Linked DNA regions of Gossypium hirsutum: region 2 is linked to region 1. Evidence: chromatin contacts called from public Hi-C data. All regions are on one chromosome and are shown on one strand. Each heading gives the region's core, a stretch centred on a gene start, on an enhancer-like site or on the middle of the called end of the contact. The rest is flanking DNA. Distances are from core to core; before and after follow the strand shown.

Region 1 (3,573 bases), core at 333-2,832:
GAATAATTTACAATCGGTTTGTTGATGCACTTCTATTTAAATCCAAAAATAATAAGGACGAGTGTACGATAGTTTGTAGCATTAATTTTTGGTACACTGATAAATTTTGTTTTACAGTTTTTTTCCACTATAATAATAATAATAATAATTATAATTATTACTATTATAAGTTAAATTTAGCTGTTAATATTTCAAAAAGACTTAAATTGTTATTTTTTAACAAAAATGTTGATTAAAATATTCTTTAATGATGTTGATGTGTCAACTTGTGTAGTAGTCTATATGCACTTCTTTCTGGCATGATATTGTTTGTCATATATACATGTTAATAAATATTTTAAAAGTTATAAAAATATTCAAAAATAAAAGAGTATAAAAGCTTCATAAAAATTCAAAAAATAGCATGAAGTACACTTAGATTGCAATGTGGGCTACAATGTTTACAAATTTAACGTGTTAGTTAGTATTTCTATTAAAAAAAATCAATTCAATTCTTTTTAAAAGGTTGATGATCAAAATTAATTTTTTTAAAAGGTTGAGTGTCAAATTTAATTTTAAAAAAGGACCAAATTGACAAATAAATGAAAGATCTATGGGCTAAAGTTGTAAGAATGCCTTACATTTTCTAATTAGTATTTAGTTTAATCATAATATCTTTTTTGAAGGTAAAGCAATATTATTAACGAAAAAACAAAAGTAAACAAACCAATATAGTTTAAGGGTACAACAAACAAAAGTTTAAGGATTAAAAAAAAGTAAAATAAATAAATAAAGGGTTAAAATAATTTTTTATATAAAATTAGAGGATCAAATAAGCACTTATTAAAATCTAATTTATACAATTTGTCTATTTTTTAAATATTATAATTTTTTTCTCAAAAAAGAAAAAGAAAAAGAAATACTATCATTTCAACCAATGTTTTTAGTATTATACGTCTACGTCCCAATATTCACCTGTCTTTTTGGGAAATAAAACAACACAATACTCATTGTTTAAATTAATTAGATAAGGATTATATTTAATATAATGAAAATAATTTGGTATACAATTAATGAAGTTTTTAGAATCCACAAGTAGTCAAAGAGTTGACTATTAAGGAATTAATGGTTGTGGCTGTTAGCAGTTAGTTTGCTTGTATAGTTAGCAGTTCGTTAGTCTGTTACTGATCAGTTGTTGTTAATCAGCTGCTAACTATGGCTTGTATATATATTGTTGGATATTGCTTTGTTGATACATAGGAAAGAATTACTCATTCTTGTTCTCTAAGGTATGCTTCTCAATATGGTGTCCAGATAGTTCTGTGTCTGCTATTGCTTCATCTCAGTTCCAGCGTCACGAATCTTCAGTCCCAGTAGTACGCTATCCGTCCGATCTTCACTCTGCTAGGTCTGCTTCCTCAGGGTCTGCTACCATTCAGCCTCGTCCAGCTGCTACTATGTTGTCTCCCATTCAGCTAGTAGTACTCGGGTTTCTCCTTCTCCTGCTGAGGTCTCTCCACCAGCCTCTTAAATGGTGTCCAGTAGTGTTCCGGTTGATGAGTCAATTCCTACTCCTCCTGTCAACACTTACCCCATGCAGACCCGGTCCAAGAGTGGAATTTTCAAACCTCGTGTCTTCTCAGTAGAGATTGGTGTTTCTGAACCGACTACAATTGAGGAGGCTTTGTCATCTAAGGAATGGGCTCTAGCAGCTAAAATGCATTATTTAGAAATCAGACATGGGACTTGGTTCCCTTACCTGCCAACTGGAGAGCTGTGGGGTGCAAATGGGTGTTTAAGCTCAAAAGACATGCCGATGGTTCAATAGCCCGATACAAAGGACGTTTGGTGGTCAAAGGGTATCTTCAGGAAGCTGGCATTGACTTCCATGAGACTTTTAGTCCGGTTGTTAAGCCAACAACCATTCGTGTTGACCTAACGCTTGCTGTAAAGTTTTGTTGGCATCTCCGGCAGCTCAACATCGACAATGCCTTCCTTAATGGTGATTTGTCCGAAGAAATTTACATGGTTCAACCTCCTGGTTTTGAACAAAATCATGGTGATCAACCTTTGGTCTGCAAACTCAAGAAGGCTCTATATGGTCTTAAGCAGGCTCCCCGAGCTTGGTTTTCTAAGTTGAGAGACTTCCTACTCATGTCCTAGTTTGTTTTGACAAAATCAGACAGCTCTTTGTTTGTTCGAAAAACTAAGGATGTTTGTCTCTATGTCCTTGTTATGTGGACGACATCATTGTTACTGGGAATAACAAAGGTAGCATTGATGAGTTTGTCACAATTTTGAATAAAACATTTTCCTTGAAAGACTTGAGGCATCTTTCTTATTTCCTTGGAATTAAGGTTCTTCCTACTACTGAAGGGCTATTTTTAAGTCAGCAGAAATATGTGCTTGATCTTCTACGGAGAGCCAAGATGGATCAAGCGGCAGGTTCACCTACGCCCATGGTCACCTCCTGTGTTTTGTCTCTCCATGTTGGCAGTGCAGTGGAGAATGCCTCGGATTACAGAAGTATTGTGGGTGCATTACAGTACGTGGTCATCACCAGGCCTGATATTGCCTTTGTTGTCAATAAGGTTTACCAGTTCATGCATCAACCTTTAGATCAACACTTTAAGGCTGTGAAACGTATTCTTTGGTACCTTTAGAACACCATGGATTATGGACTGCATTTCACTAAAGCTGCCAATCTGGATTTAGTAGGGTACTCAGATGATAATTGGGGAATCGATGTGGATGATAGACGATCTACTACGGGGTTCTGTGCGTTTCTCGGAGGGAGTCCAGTTGCCTAGGGATCCAAGAAACAAAAAGTAGTCTCCAGGTCCACTGCTGAAGAAGAATATCGTGGCCTTGCTCACACTGTCACTGAAATGGTTTGGCTTGATTCTCTCCTCTCTGAGCTACATATCTCTTCTACTCGCAAAGCTGCTGTTTGGTGCGATAACTCTGGAGCTGTTGCTGTTTCTGCTAATCCAGTTCTTCATTCGAAATTCAAACATGTCGAATTAGATCTCTTATTTGTCAGGGAAAGAGTTGCTGTTGGACTATTGCAAGTAGGACATGTTATTGCTCAAGAGCAAATAGCTAATGTATTCACTGAGCCTTTGTCTGGCCTTTGTTTACAAAGTTCAGGTCATGTCTCAAGCTTATTGCTAAACCTGGTCAGTCAGCAGTCATGAGAAAGCTGGAGGCATATTAAGGAATTAATGGTTGTAGCTGTTAGCAGTTAGTTTGTTTGTATAGTTAGCAATTCGTTAGTCTGTTACTGATCAGTTGTTGTTAATCAGCTGCTAACTATGGCTTGTATATATATCGTTGGATATTGCTTTGTTAATACATATGAAAGAATTACTCATTCTTGTTCTCTAAGGTGTGCTTCTCAATATTGACAAGTGTGCTACATGGTTATAGTAAAATATTAAAAAAAAAGACATATTTCAATTTTTTAAAGCTACTCGAGGAATAAAAAAAGTACACTACTATCAGTGTATCAAATACTATCCCGTAATATAATAATATTGTATAATTTTATACACTATCAATAAATTACGAGAAAATATTTGGCATACTAGTAGT
Region 2 (3,573 bases), core at 531-3,030, 120 kb before region 1:
TTGTTTTACTCCTAGCTTGGGGGTGCCATTTTCTAATCGTTCAGGAGATTCTTCCTGCTCATTAAACATCTCTTTGGAGCTCAATGGCTCTTTCTTCATTGCATTTAACGGAGAGGCATTCCCAACCGGATTCAAAACTAAATGAACGTATTCAGACCGGATCCGAGTCTTCCCATTTGCAAAGATTCCCACGTTTGAGGGGAAAACAGTTCCTGGGGTTTGCATTTCATCAGAAAGCTTTAACGGGGTTGGGTTTGGCGAGTACTTTGATGCACTTTGGTAACCTAGTGCTTCAAGTTTCTCCGGATTTTGACCAATATTTTCAGATTTAGAAGAAGCATCAGATTCACATTCAAATCGCACAGACTTGTTCCTTTCATAAGCTGAAGTTGAAAAGATACCAGTCTTGGCTGTTTTATCAGCAGTCGTCGCCTCACTACCTTCAGTAGAACAAATGGAGGACATCCCAGTGTTTGCTGCATTCGATATACAACTAAAAAAGAAATAGCACGAGTCAATTGTCAGGTAGACTTCAAAATTATGCGAAAATGTATTCACAAAATCACACAACAAAATTGCAGATACTGTTGCTTCATTTCTAAGAAGAAAATTATTATCCGCAAAGCAATTCTAAATTCAGTGAGAAGCCAATTACATGTTTCGATTTGTTGATTAAAATTTTTAAAGTCTGAAGTTAAATCTGATAACCTGCTAGGTGTATTATCCGGAGAATCTGACCTCCCCAACACCTCGAAAAGTTTACTTGGAGTAGGTGGCTGGTCTGATTTCTTATCCAACTGAAGCTTATCAATGGATGTGTTTGGAAGCCAAGAACGATACTTCGAAGTCTCTGAATCTCCACCACAAGGAGGGGACTGTTTAAGCTTGTGAGATGCTTTGCGAATTTCAACCGGAGTCTCTGGTATTGTGCCACAAGATTTAAGGAACTTTGCCTACGGAAAGGTAAAAAATTTGAATTGTAATTCGCATTGCACATACAAAGCAACAAATCTAAATCGAATTGCTCGATGTACATACCTCATCCTTGAGACCTTTATTAATTTGTGGAGACTCCAAATCGTTGGATGGAGAATCTCCTTTCTCTTTTAGAACCAAAACAAGAAAACAAAATAATTACACTTTCAAACAAAGGAAAAATCAAATTTGAGGGGACAAAAAAAAATGTTGAAATTAGCTAAATCGACAAATAAGCTAGATAATCGATACATATATAGTTACCTTCGTCAACAAAGAGAGACGATAATCGATTTCGAGAAACAGTACGTTCCTGCTCAGCCAAAACGAAAATAAACGAAGCTAGCTTTATTCAAGTTTGTCTTCTCTTTAGAAATATAAAAAGAAAAAGACTAGGAAAGAAAATGTTTCTTGAACTGAATTTTCCGAGAAACCAAACGCAGGTACAAGAAAACTGGAAATGAAAGTGCAAAAACACAAACAGACAAAAAAAAACTTACAGTGGATTTGGAACAGGAAGCGACGAGGTGAGGGCGGGAACGATCGGTTCTGACGCCGAAACAGTGGAAGAAACATCCCATGGCTCTGCACACCGTCAAATCAAGAAACCTCACCACTGATCTCGAGATTATCCCTAACCCTGAGTCTCGATTCAAAAAATCGCATACCATTTCATTTATTGAATTCTTGGTTTTTTGGATTATTTTTTAGAACCGATGATTTAACAGAGAAAAGGAGAAGAGAGAGTTGTTGGGTCGTTTTTTGAAATTTGAAATACCACAAAACGAGGGAAATATTATTATGATGTATTTCCTCTAAAAACGTCTTTTTTAAACGTTATTAAGGAAAAATATTAAAATGCTCCCACATTTATCTTCTCACCTGTCTGTATCCTTATTAGTACTCGCTGAGTGGGAATGCCACGTATGAAATTGTAATTGTGGTAGTGTAAATTACTGAATTGGCCCTTCTTTGCAATGATAGAAAAGGGTGAAAGGGTAGCGAGTAGACTGTTGGTTGTAAACTTGAGCAGGTGAACCTTTTATAGAAGGAATGTCTTACCATTTTTCCTTCTTCTCACTAATAACGCTTATTAGGCTTGTAAATCACAATTTTTTGTAATTAACAATTTTTAATTTTTAATTTTGTAATTGTTTTCAGTTAACTTTAACTTAAATGATTTTGATAAATATAAAAATTATAGATGAATTTCGATGTAATGTAATTTGCTGTCCTGGAAAAAATTATAAATTGATTTATAATTTTGATTTTATATAATTATAAATAGGAAATATTTTAATTTAATTTTTGGAATCCGTAACACTATTATCAATGTAGCATCAATTTAAATTTATTTATTTTATTACATAAATAATTATATTTATTCAATGTAAAAATATTAGATTAATTAATTTATATATATATATAATTGAATCAATTTTTTTCTTTAAAATGTCATAAAAGAGCATTTCATACATAAAATAACAACAAACAACATAGGAAATCTAGCCATAGCGACTTTAACAAGTAAAGCTATTAAGTCTGACATACTAAAGTAAGAAACATAATTAAAATGCCAATGGTAAGGCACCTTATACCCTCAATGAGAAAGTTCAAGTTTGAATATTGAAGATGACATTATTGAGAGGACAATCACGAACCTCGAAAAAATTAGTTTCCATAAGTTGTAAAACAAATATAAATGATACTTTTATTCTAAAAAAAAACCAAAATCAAAATTCAAGTATCGCAAATTATACATTTTAGATTGATTAATTATATATTAAATTTTAACATTTATTATTGTTAATTATTAAAACCAAAATATGAAATATTGTAACACCCCTTACTTGAGCTCAAACCTAAACTCAAGCAGGAAATGAAATATTTGAAGTCAAACAAATCACTTTCGTACCAAACATGACATTCAAGTTCAATTCATTCTTTAGGTTAATTTTAGGTCTTTTAAGACTTTTTTTTAATCATTTCTAAGCTTACTCTACAATCTGGCTTCAATTTGAGGTTGTTCGAGGTCTTTTTGGTGAGAAAACATTTATATTAGGGTAAAATAGGGTATTTGTACCAATACAACTCCCCTAGGTACCAATATCTCTGCTTAATATTGTTCATTTGTTGCATTTTATCGATGTTGTACCAATACAAGTCCTTCAAGTATTGGTACTTGGGTGCAAAGGAGCCAAAAATCAAGTTTAAACACACCCAAAGACTTCCCTAAACATACTCTATTCAATTCCAATCATTCTTAATCATTTTCCAACCTTAAATTACACGAAAATACCATTTAAAGCATCACATGTTCATCTATGTTCATTTACTAACACATGACCACATTATCCTCAAAATCTTTCCACTTCAACTTAACTTTTGTATGAACTAATGCATTATATTCCACTTTCATACCAATTGAACACCTATGTACATGCCACTCTAATGCCTATAATTCAAATACTTAATTCCCAAACCTTGTTTTGATGAAATGTGGTTTGACTTGTCCCATTCGAACTCTTCACACACGATTACTTTTTGTACACTACACGTTTGAAAACTACATGTTTAGCTTTACGAAAGCTTTACGAA

The links. Hi-C and Micro-C count contacts between places; a contact is called where the count stands out from the background.
Region 2: a contact with region 1 is called in a Hi-C map of leaf, with 4 times the contacts expected there. The contact joins the promoter of LOC107955705 here to the enhancer-like site in region 1. A contact is called at or near these places in 15 of 34 Hi-C or Micro-C datasets (anther, callus, hypocotyl and 3 more).

Annotation. Positions count from the first base shown.
Region 1 is chrA07:84,574,975-84,578,547 of Gossypium_hirsutum_v2.1, reverse strand. No RefSeq gene overlaps it. Among protein-coding and RNA genes, the nearest start is that of LOC107956417, 16 kb to the left of the region's middle. Within about 2 kb of position 1,582, at least 1 of the 9 cell types and tissues checked has an H3K27ac peak or open chromatin away from gene starts, as enhancers often do. A contact at or near this core is called in leaf, where this site is marked.
Region 2 is chrA07:84,699,294-84,702,866 of Gossypium_hirsutum_v2.1, reverse strand. It overlaps LOC107955705 (protein JASON), which reads right to left and starts at 1,780. Exons shown (of 7, transcript XM_016891501.2): 1 at 1,476-1,780; 2 at 1,240-1,288; 3 at 1,039-1,103; 4 at 739-953; 5 at 1-493. The coding sequence starts at 1,646.